Linked DNA regions of Gossypium arboreum: region 2 is linked to region 1. A link is a contact called in public Hi-C data. All regions are on one chromosome and are shown on one strand. The core of a region is the stretch at or near the end of the contact, and the rest is flanking DNA. Distances in the headings are between cores, read along the strand shown.

What was found. A called contact is a pair of places that touch in the nucleus more often than the background predicts.
Region 2: a Hi-C map of leaf shows a contact between it and region 1, with 4 times the contacts expected there. The contact joins the promoter of LOC108489526 here to the promoter of LOC108489196 in region 1. A contact is called at or near these places in 2 of 5 Hi-C or Micro-C datasets (both in leaf).

The regions. Positions count from the first base shown.
Region 1 is chr10:111,601,173-111,605,830 of ASM2569848v2, reverse strand. It overlaps LOC108489196 (flowering time control protein FCA), which reads left to right and starts at 1,399. Exons shown (of 19, transcript XM_017793542.2): 1 at 1,399-2,092; 2 at 2,468-2,550; 3 at 2,789-2,867. The coding sequence starts at 1,738.
Region 2 is chr10:111,741,614-111,745,795 of ASM2569848v2, reverse strand. It overlaps LOC108489526 (protein REDUCED WALL ACETYLATION 2-like), which reads right to left and starts at 2,400. Exons shown (of 16, transcript XM_017794147.2): 1 at 2,049-2,400; 2 at 1,848-1,939; 3 at 1,608-1,751; 4 at 1,459-1,515; 5 at 1,270-1,342; 6 at 864-1,022; 7 at 508-657; 8 at 175-430; 9 at 1-94. The coding sequence starts at 2,081.

The DNA of each region.
Region 1 (4,658 bases), core at 150-2,649:
TATTTCGAAAGCCTTTCAAAAGACTAGTCATTTTAATGAAGAGGGCTTGAGATGGGTAATCAAATATAGTGGAAATACTAGATTTTAGCTTTATAAATTGATTGGCCTTGGCCCTTTGAGAAAAATCATAATCGGCCCACTCACTTGTGATGATGCTATCCATTCATTTACGGTCATGAAAATGAAAGGCCTTAACATTCCAAATTCCTAGGGATATACTATAGATTTTCCTATGCACCCTTTCCCCCATATAAAGCGTGAACAATCTGCTAGAACTTAACAAACTCGGGAAGATTTTCTCTGGAAAGCACTTATGAAATGATCCATGGTCAAGAAACCAGGAGTTTAAATCTCAACCAGTCAGAACAACATTGGAAAAATATTTGGACAGCAAAACTACCACCCAAGCTTCAATTCTTTCTCTAAAAATCCTTCAAAAAAATCATCCCGACAAAAGACTTCCTCAGACACTGGGAAATGTGATTAAATGAAACCGTGGACTGCTTGTTTTGTAGAAACTCCCTGGAAACAATCGAGCATATCTTTAGAGAATGCACAATAACTAAGGGGTGGTGATCGACTGTTAAAAACCGTGCTCCCTTAAGATCCTATTGGGATAGTAAATGGACCTATTGGCTTGACTTGAACATCATTGAAAAAGCCTGGCTGGTTAAGCCAAAAGCCCGGTGGCCCTTAGTGTTTACATTCATGCTATAAGAGATTTGTCTATTGAGAAATGTCTTACTCTTTACCAATAATCCAAACCCTAATCTTCTCGTCAACTTGACTACAGGAAAAGCAACAAAATTTTTTGCTGCTAGTAGCATTAAAAGAGTTCCACAAGCCTGTTTCATCCTTATTGGATGGCAAAAACCTAAACTTGGCCTTGTTAAGGTTAACATGGATGGCTTTGCATTTAAGAACCCTGGTTGTGTCGGGGCGGGAACTGTTATTAGAAATTATTTAGGGATTGGGTTATAGGGTCGTTTAGATGCATCCCGAGAGCTACAAGCACCGAAGCAAAACTGTGGGCCCTCTGGGATGGACTCAACCTTGCTCTCTATATGACAGTCATTAGCTTAGTAACAAATGCAACTAAGGTAAATCACCTTTTACAAACTTTATTTGGTAATTGCAGGGTTTTCCTACACCGATTCCAACAATGGATGTGAAAGCATATATTTAGAAAAGCAAAACTCGAATTTTAATTTTCAGTTTGACTCTAATGAAGCTCCGTATGAGTTAACTGATATTTTGTTGGTAGATGGCAATGAACTCATGATGTATCGCACGAAAAACCAAACTCAAACTTCATTCAGATTGGGCTAAATGAGACCTCTAAAAGGTCAAAACAATTAAATTGGGCCATTATTAGGGAGCCCAGAAACTACTTCCTATAAAGGGACTTGTCCTGCCGTGACCTGACCCGCTTTGCCCCCTTGAAAACTCCAACCAAAATTCCCTTTCACTTTGCGTATTTTTTGGTCTCTATCTATTTTCTTCTTTCAACTTGTTTTTAGTAGTAACATTTTCTCTTTGTTTTAGTTTCTGCAAATTTCAAGTTTAGGGCTTCAACTTTGAGCTTAAACACACTCAGCAAAGCTGGATAGGTACAGAGCCGACCGCTATGGCGATGGCAACAACACCACCACCAACAACAACCAAGACTCTTACTATAATAACAATAATCACGACCGTTACTATAGAGGACCCTCGCGTTTCTCCGACGCTTCTCCTATGAGCCGCTATAACAGCATTAACACCGACACCAATACTAATTTCAACGATAAGTTCGATGCCCAAGATCCCTACCAACACCGTCGACGTAGCCCTAGCAACTTCCGTGGCAGTGGAGGAGGAGGAGGACATCGTCCCTTCGATAGTCCTCCTCGTCAGCATCACAACAGCGGTGGCGGAGGTGGAGGCTTTCGACCAATTGGAGGTGGCGGAGGAGGGGGAGGGTTTCGGCCTATGGCCGGTGGTTTTGAGGGTAATTATCCAAACCCTTCACCGCATCATCTGCAGCCAGCTCATACGGGACAGAAACGACCTTTTCCATTTTCTGGCCGTGGAGGTGGTTCCCCCAACAGAGGTTCGTTTTGTTGCTTACAATCCAAGTTATTTTATATTTTTCAATTGTAATTTTTCACTCATTTACTGCTTCCACTAATTGAATAATTCGTCAATTCAAAGATTTTAGGGCATTTTCCTTAGCATTTGCTTCTATTTGACGGACTTCCATTTTGAAGTATAAATTTACCAAGTTCTCAATATTTACTTGAATTTTTTGTTCCTTGGATGCATGTATGGTTTTAGCTACAGATCATTTATCTTGAATTCTGCTTTCCATATTCGAATTTTATCCTCCTTTACTGATTTCTGACCATAATAATTGCATCCCCAGACCATTACATTACTTATTTTATCTACTTATACTTTGTTTTTATTTTCTTTTTGCTTTGTCAAGATCGATTTGGTGGTGCTGGCGGTGGGGGCAATTTTGCCAAACTTTTTGTGGGATCTGTACCAAGGACGGCTAGAGAAGAGGATGTAAGTCAGTTCATTTTTTGCATGATACTTTTGAAACTATCATACTCCCGTTTGTACTCTCCTTTTGCTTCCAGATATGTAATTTGATTCACTTATCTTCATATGCTGGATGTCGATTTGATATTTCGAATGAATACCATTTAAGCATTAATGCGATGTAATATTAAGCTATTTTGCATTTTGGGCTTTTTGGTATTATTTCCTGTACAAATGATATTATTTATTCATCTTTTGTCAGATTCGGCACTTATTTGAAGAACATGGAGATGTGATAGAGGTTGCTTTAATAAAAGATAAAAAAACTGGCCAACCTCAAGGTATGTATGAATGTTGTTTCATCCTTGGATATTTGTTATTATACCTATCTTATTTCAGGTGTGCTGAGAGGCTGATAGGAGCAAACTTAAGCTCATCTTCATCTCAGTTTGTTTTTGATACAAGTTCCGCGCTTGTTGGTTTTGGTTGCTACCACCTTTTTTTATGTCACTCCTGTCAAACAAGGAGAGAAATGTAAACTCGCTAAAAACTGGTTTATGTATAGAAAAATGTAGGGAACTTGTACCAGAAATGGAACCTGTCCTTGAAATAATGGATTCTGTTGTGAGGGCATTAGCCAACAATAAACTTTCATGGCAGTGTTTATTTCCATTACTGTAGTATATCTCATATATACATTGAAGGATGTGCTGCTGTTGTATTATGTAAAAACAAGGAACTCTATGATTGTTGTGTTGAATGGTTTATGTCATATTGTTGGTTGGAGGATTTCTGTGGTTGACTTCTATCTTGGAGAATCTGGTAATTCTTATTTTAATACGGGGGTTGAAATTTCTATGGACCAGTTTTATTTTGTTTAGATGGATTTGAATTTGGATGTTTATCTGATATGGATGATTATTAAGTTCTGTGTGTTACAAATTCCTTGATTCTATGCTTTGTTACTTGGAGCTTTACAGGCATCACACTTTTTTGGGATTGATTTATGTGCATGGGAGTTGATTTTTTGGTGACTCTGTATTTGGGCATGTTGGTTGAATTATTTTTATCAGTTGGATGGCTAGTCTATATTGGTTGCCGGCTCATTTTCTGTATCGATTTCTATCCTTATAATATTACTAAAAGTTCTGTGGGAATTCTCTTTTCTACAATAGAAAATTAGTTGCTGCTGCTGCTGTATCTTGTGACTGCAACCTGATGCAGCAGTTAGCATTGGTTATTTAATCGGCAAATTTGCGCTTATGCTCCAGGTGGCTTTGTGGTTGCACTAATCATTTTTTCTCTTGAATTTCCCTAAATTTTTGTGATACCAATAGGATTGTGTAGTTTGAACTCATTGATTTTTATTTTATTCCTCCTGTCATGTCCTGTTTATAATATAATCGCTGCCCTGCTCAGATTTTGGTTGCTTCTTGGTTTTTATTTATTTATTTATCTATAGTTTCCATTGTTGATTGTATCAGTAGTGCTTGCCTTTTGTGCCAGAGAGTGAGAATGCTGATGGATTTCTCATTCAGGGAACTCATTTTCTTTTTCATGGTTTGAATGCTGTTGTGTAATGTGAATGTTGTAATGTGCAAGGAGGAATGGATGTGTTTGAATTTAAACCAACATGGAGGTTTGGATTCTAGAATTGTGCAGCATGGTTACCTGAAATTGTTGTTCTTTTCTATCAGATGGCTTTGTGAAACATTTTTTCTCCTGCTTGTGGTTAACCACTGCAGTAGAGGTTAACCTTTTATGAAAATTCCTTGTTAGGTTCTCCACTTATTTTATTGTATTTTCAGCAATTCTGCTCTGCTATTTTCAATCCATTTATCATTTTGGTTCGTTCTTTTTTATTTATTATTTATAGTTGTGAGCCTTAAAGTCAGGTTTGGTTATACATTATTCAGAGAGAACTATGGTCCATTCTCATGGGAATTACTTGTATGTTTGGTGAAGATTGATGTCTTCTCTGAGTGACTAAGTCTATATACTCATAGATGCTTGGTGAAGTGAATGCTTTGATGATTCCGTCTTGGTACGATTAGGTAGAACCTTAATAGGTCTGATCTTTGTGCATTTTTCTTATTTATTCTTTCAAATCCAAAGCAGCAGTACAATTATGA
Region 2 (4,182 bases), core at 1,151-3,650, 140 kb before region 1:
ATCATCCCAATAATCCAAATATAACGATCAAGGCCAGAGCGGAAATGCCATTCATGCAAGAGGGGAAGGTTTGGCTTTGCCGGATCAGTATATCCTGCAATGGTTTTTATATTTTTCCCATCAATATGACCAAAAGTTGTTTAAATAGAAATCATGCTTTGGAAAATTACCCACCAAGGAAAAAGGTGAATGGGCTCCAGAGAAATTCAAATACTCCAGGCACTTCCCAAACTAGGATAACCACCAAGAAGCAGGCAATGATTTTTAGAGCAATGACTGACCCTTTCTCATTGTACTTGTTCAGAATACCAAGTGCCCCATAAACCATAAGAGTGAATAGAGTATGCATGGGGCATATATAGTATAGCATATAACTATTATTGAGGACAACACAGCAAAAAAATACCAAGAAATTGAGCCGCCACATCATCTGTTCAATCAAAACACTCAACGTTGGAACTTGAAACATGGAGTAGTTTACATGATCTTTACTTAGGGAACTCATACCTGTGCAAACCTTGCAAGACTGAAATCTTTGCGCACATAATAATATGAGAAGTTCCCAAATCCAGTCATCCAAACATAAGCAGCAATGAAAATTCGGATAGCATTGTAAATCTCTGATGCTGCAAAGTAATGGTACATCAAAAATAAGACCTGCAAAATAAATGGGGGAAAAGTAAGCACAAGACTATCAACAATCCTTGTTCAGCAATGCTGGAACAGTTTGCGTGTAAGCAGCATTGGCCACAAATGTTTGCACTTTCTATGCAACCCAACACATTCTATTATTACAAGTAAACGAAGATCTTTCAAGAATAAAATTTTGCGGGTTTATTGCATCATTTCAAAGAATTACAAACCTGCATCCAACCTTTCCACTCCTCAGTTTGATGTCTGTTCAAATAAAGTATAGATTTCCCTGAAAATGGTGACTTATCATGGTGTATCTTGAATGAAGTTATTGCCGAAACTATGATGAGAAGAAAGTAGAGGAACAAGAAAAGATCCCGGTTGTAACTCTGCATAGACATACAATGAATGAGAGAACTTAATTAGCAAGCAATAATATAGTTTTAAATGATTATTTATTGCAGCAAAACTAAATTTGAAATCCATGACTTACTGCAATATTTTATAAGAAGAACAGAGTGCTCAGCAGTTGTTAACTTCAATTAAAGTTCATTTTTATCTTTTAACAAGTATCTATTATTCTATTTAGACACAATACTATAACTATGAATTATATACTGAAGTAATCATCTTCACCTTTTTCGAAGAGGCAAATACATCAGTACGGTCGCATATGTAATAGTATGCCAAAAGAACACCGAATTCAGATCTATAAGACGAAAAAACAAAAAGAATTGAAAAAAAGAGAGCAAGTTAAGTTACATACTATTAAATCTCTGAAAGAAATGATTCAAATATTAATCAACAAATAAAAAATTCACTTACATTGCTCGAAGTGTCAACCGATTCTCAATCAAGAAAGTTTCATCCATCATAAGAAACCTTAACAAAATCAAAGCATATAAATTCAGTACCTGATCAAAATAGAAAGAAATGAGAAGGAAAGAAAAGAAATCAAGGCTCCAATGACAAACTTGACAATTGGAGACACGGAAGATGTTGAAGACCGCGCTTTAGGAGAACCAGATTGAAGACCTCCGCCTTCCAGTAAAACCGCTCTATCTTCCTCCTTAACGGCACCATTTCCAATTTCGACTAAACTCACATCAGAATGCCTACTAACAGAAATACGAAAACAGAAAATTAATTTTTCACCAATAAAGTACGTTAATTAATTGTAATCGCGTCACAAAATGTAAAAAATCAGAGCTTACGCCTTGGATGCAAGTGAATTTTTCTTGTATTGCAAGTATTCTGCATAGATCCAAGCTGAAATCACCGGAAATACGCCGAGAAAAAACGAAACCTAGAAAAAAATTTAAAAAAAAAAACAAGATTTTTCTTTTTTATATAAAAAAGAAGAAAGTTTAAAATGCAAGATCCGAGAGCGTTGGAGAATGCTGAAGTGAACGCACCTGACCGGGAGTGATCGGGCCGAAGATCATCATTATTTGGAAACTTTCGGCAAACGAAGAAACAAAATGAAAAGTGAAGTTAAGCCGGCAAAATCAGGCGCATTTGAGCGTAAACAGATGAGTTTAAAAAGAAAATTTACAGATCTGATAGAAATCTGGTTTTTCTAGCCAGTGAGTGGAAAGGAAAAGAAAAAGAAATGATAAAGACGACGAAGCGAAGTACAACAATAGATGGATTTGATTCAAAATAGCAGGGCATGTAGAGAAAGGAAAAAAATACATAAAATAACGATTAATTAAAATTAAATAAAATGTAAAGAAACAGAGTTGATAACCGAGAGACCTGTGTTTTTCGTACCATATAACAAATAAATGGTTAAAATATCCTATAACTACATGTACTATTTGTAAATTTAGAATTTAATCTTTATATTTTATTTTAAAAATTTAATTATTTTTGTTATTTAAATTAAAATATATAAGTTATTTGCTAACACTATTAAAATTTATTTTGTTAAATTTAGAGTCATTACAACTTATTTTTTTAGTTATATAGCTATCAATTAGATTATTTTAATTTAAAATATCATACTAATAAATTTAATAAAAAATTTAACAGTATTTAACAATTTGACCTCAATTTTAAAATTATAAAAGTATAGAAATTAATTTTTTAAAATAAAAGTTTAGGGATTGAATTTTAATTTTACAAAGAGTATAGGGACTTATAGTACAGTTTTGCCTAAATAAATTAAAGGAAAATACAACAATAAATAAAGGTTAAATTTATTATTAGTCCTTATACTTTGTGAAAGTTATAGATTTAGTCCCTATACTTTTATTTTATCAATTTTATTCTTTTACTTTTCAAATTGGTCACTTTTAGTCCCTGTACTTTTCAAATATACATTTGATTAAATTCAATTATTAGTATTGTGCCATACTTGCAATTATAAATTTAGTCCAATTTCTCCAATTGTATCATTCTAAGTCCCTATACTTTTTAAAATATAGGGACTAATGACAGAATTTAACCAAAAATAAATATTTACATATAAATTATATATTTAAAAAAATGCGATGTTTTCATGCCCATGAGATGTAGGAATGGAGTAGGGAAATGGAATCGTCATGTTTTGAGTGTCAATTCATGAAGTTATGATGATGTTCAAAAATCATTAAAATTATTACAAAATATAAAAGATTATTTTAATATTTTAAAATGTAATTAAATGCTGATATATCAATTAGTTGTATGTTAATATTTTAGGTAATTTGATAAAAATTTAAGAATTAAAAAGGTGAAATTTTAAATAAAAACAAAAATAACTTTAAAAACCAAAAGAAGTAATTATATTTATTATTTTTAATTAAAATTTTAGAGAAACAGTTGACGTTATAATATTAATTTTTTTTTAAATAAATTTGACTATGGCATATTGGTTTATTTAACTGGTAACTTCAAACTTAGCTATAATGTTAAGAACTTTTAATAAAAATTGACACAATCTTACCTTCCAACTTAAAATAATAATAATAATAATTAAGCTGTATTTAGATTTTATTTAATTTTTAATTTTATTGTTTGTGAAATTAATTTATAATGAAAAAGTTATTGGTTAATTTTGTCACACGTCAATAATTAATTAATTTTAAAATTAAAAAATAAAAATTATTTATAAAATAATATTTTAAAATTAAAATATATAAGAAAACATATTTTTAATTTTTTAAAATTAATTAAATGCTAATATAATTTATATATGAACTACCACGTGGATGCTAGTAAATGTTAATTTTTTTTATTTTGAGATGATTTGAGTTTAAGAAGTAAAAAGCGAAAAATAAAACGAAAGGTTGAATAAATTATTATATTTTAAAAAATTATATTAATAAATGTGATATAATATTAAAGAAATTAATATTGAGTACAAAAATAGAATAATAATTTAAAAGACGCGTGACCGAAATGTAGATGGGATGTGTTGTCGGCAGAAAGTTGGAAATTGTGAAGGGCGTGTTGGTGTTGATATGCCACCGACATTAATTGAGTGAGGATGAACAGTGCGAGTGATAACCCCCAACCATGTATTATTTTGGGCTGGCTGCCATTGTCCATTCTTTTCAACCTTCA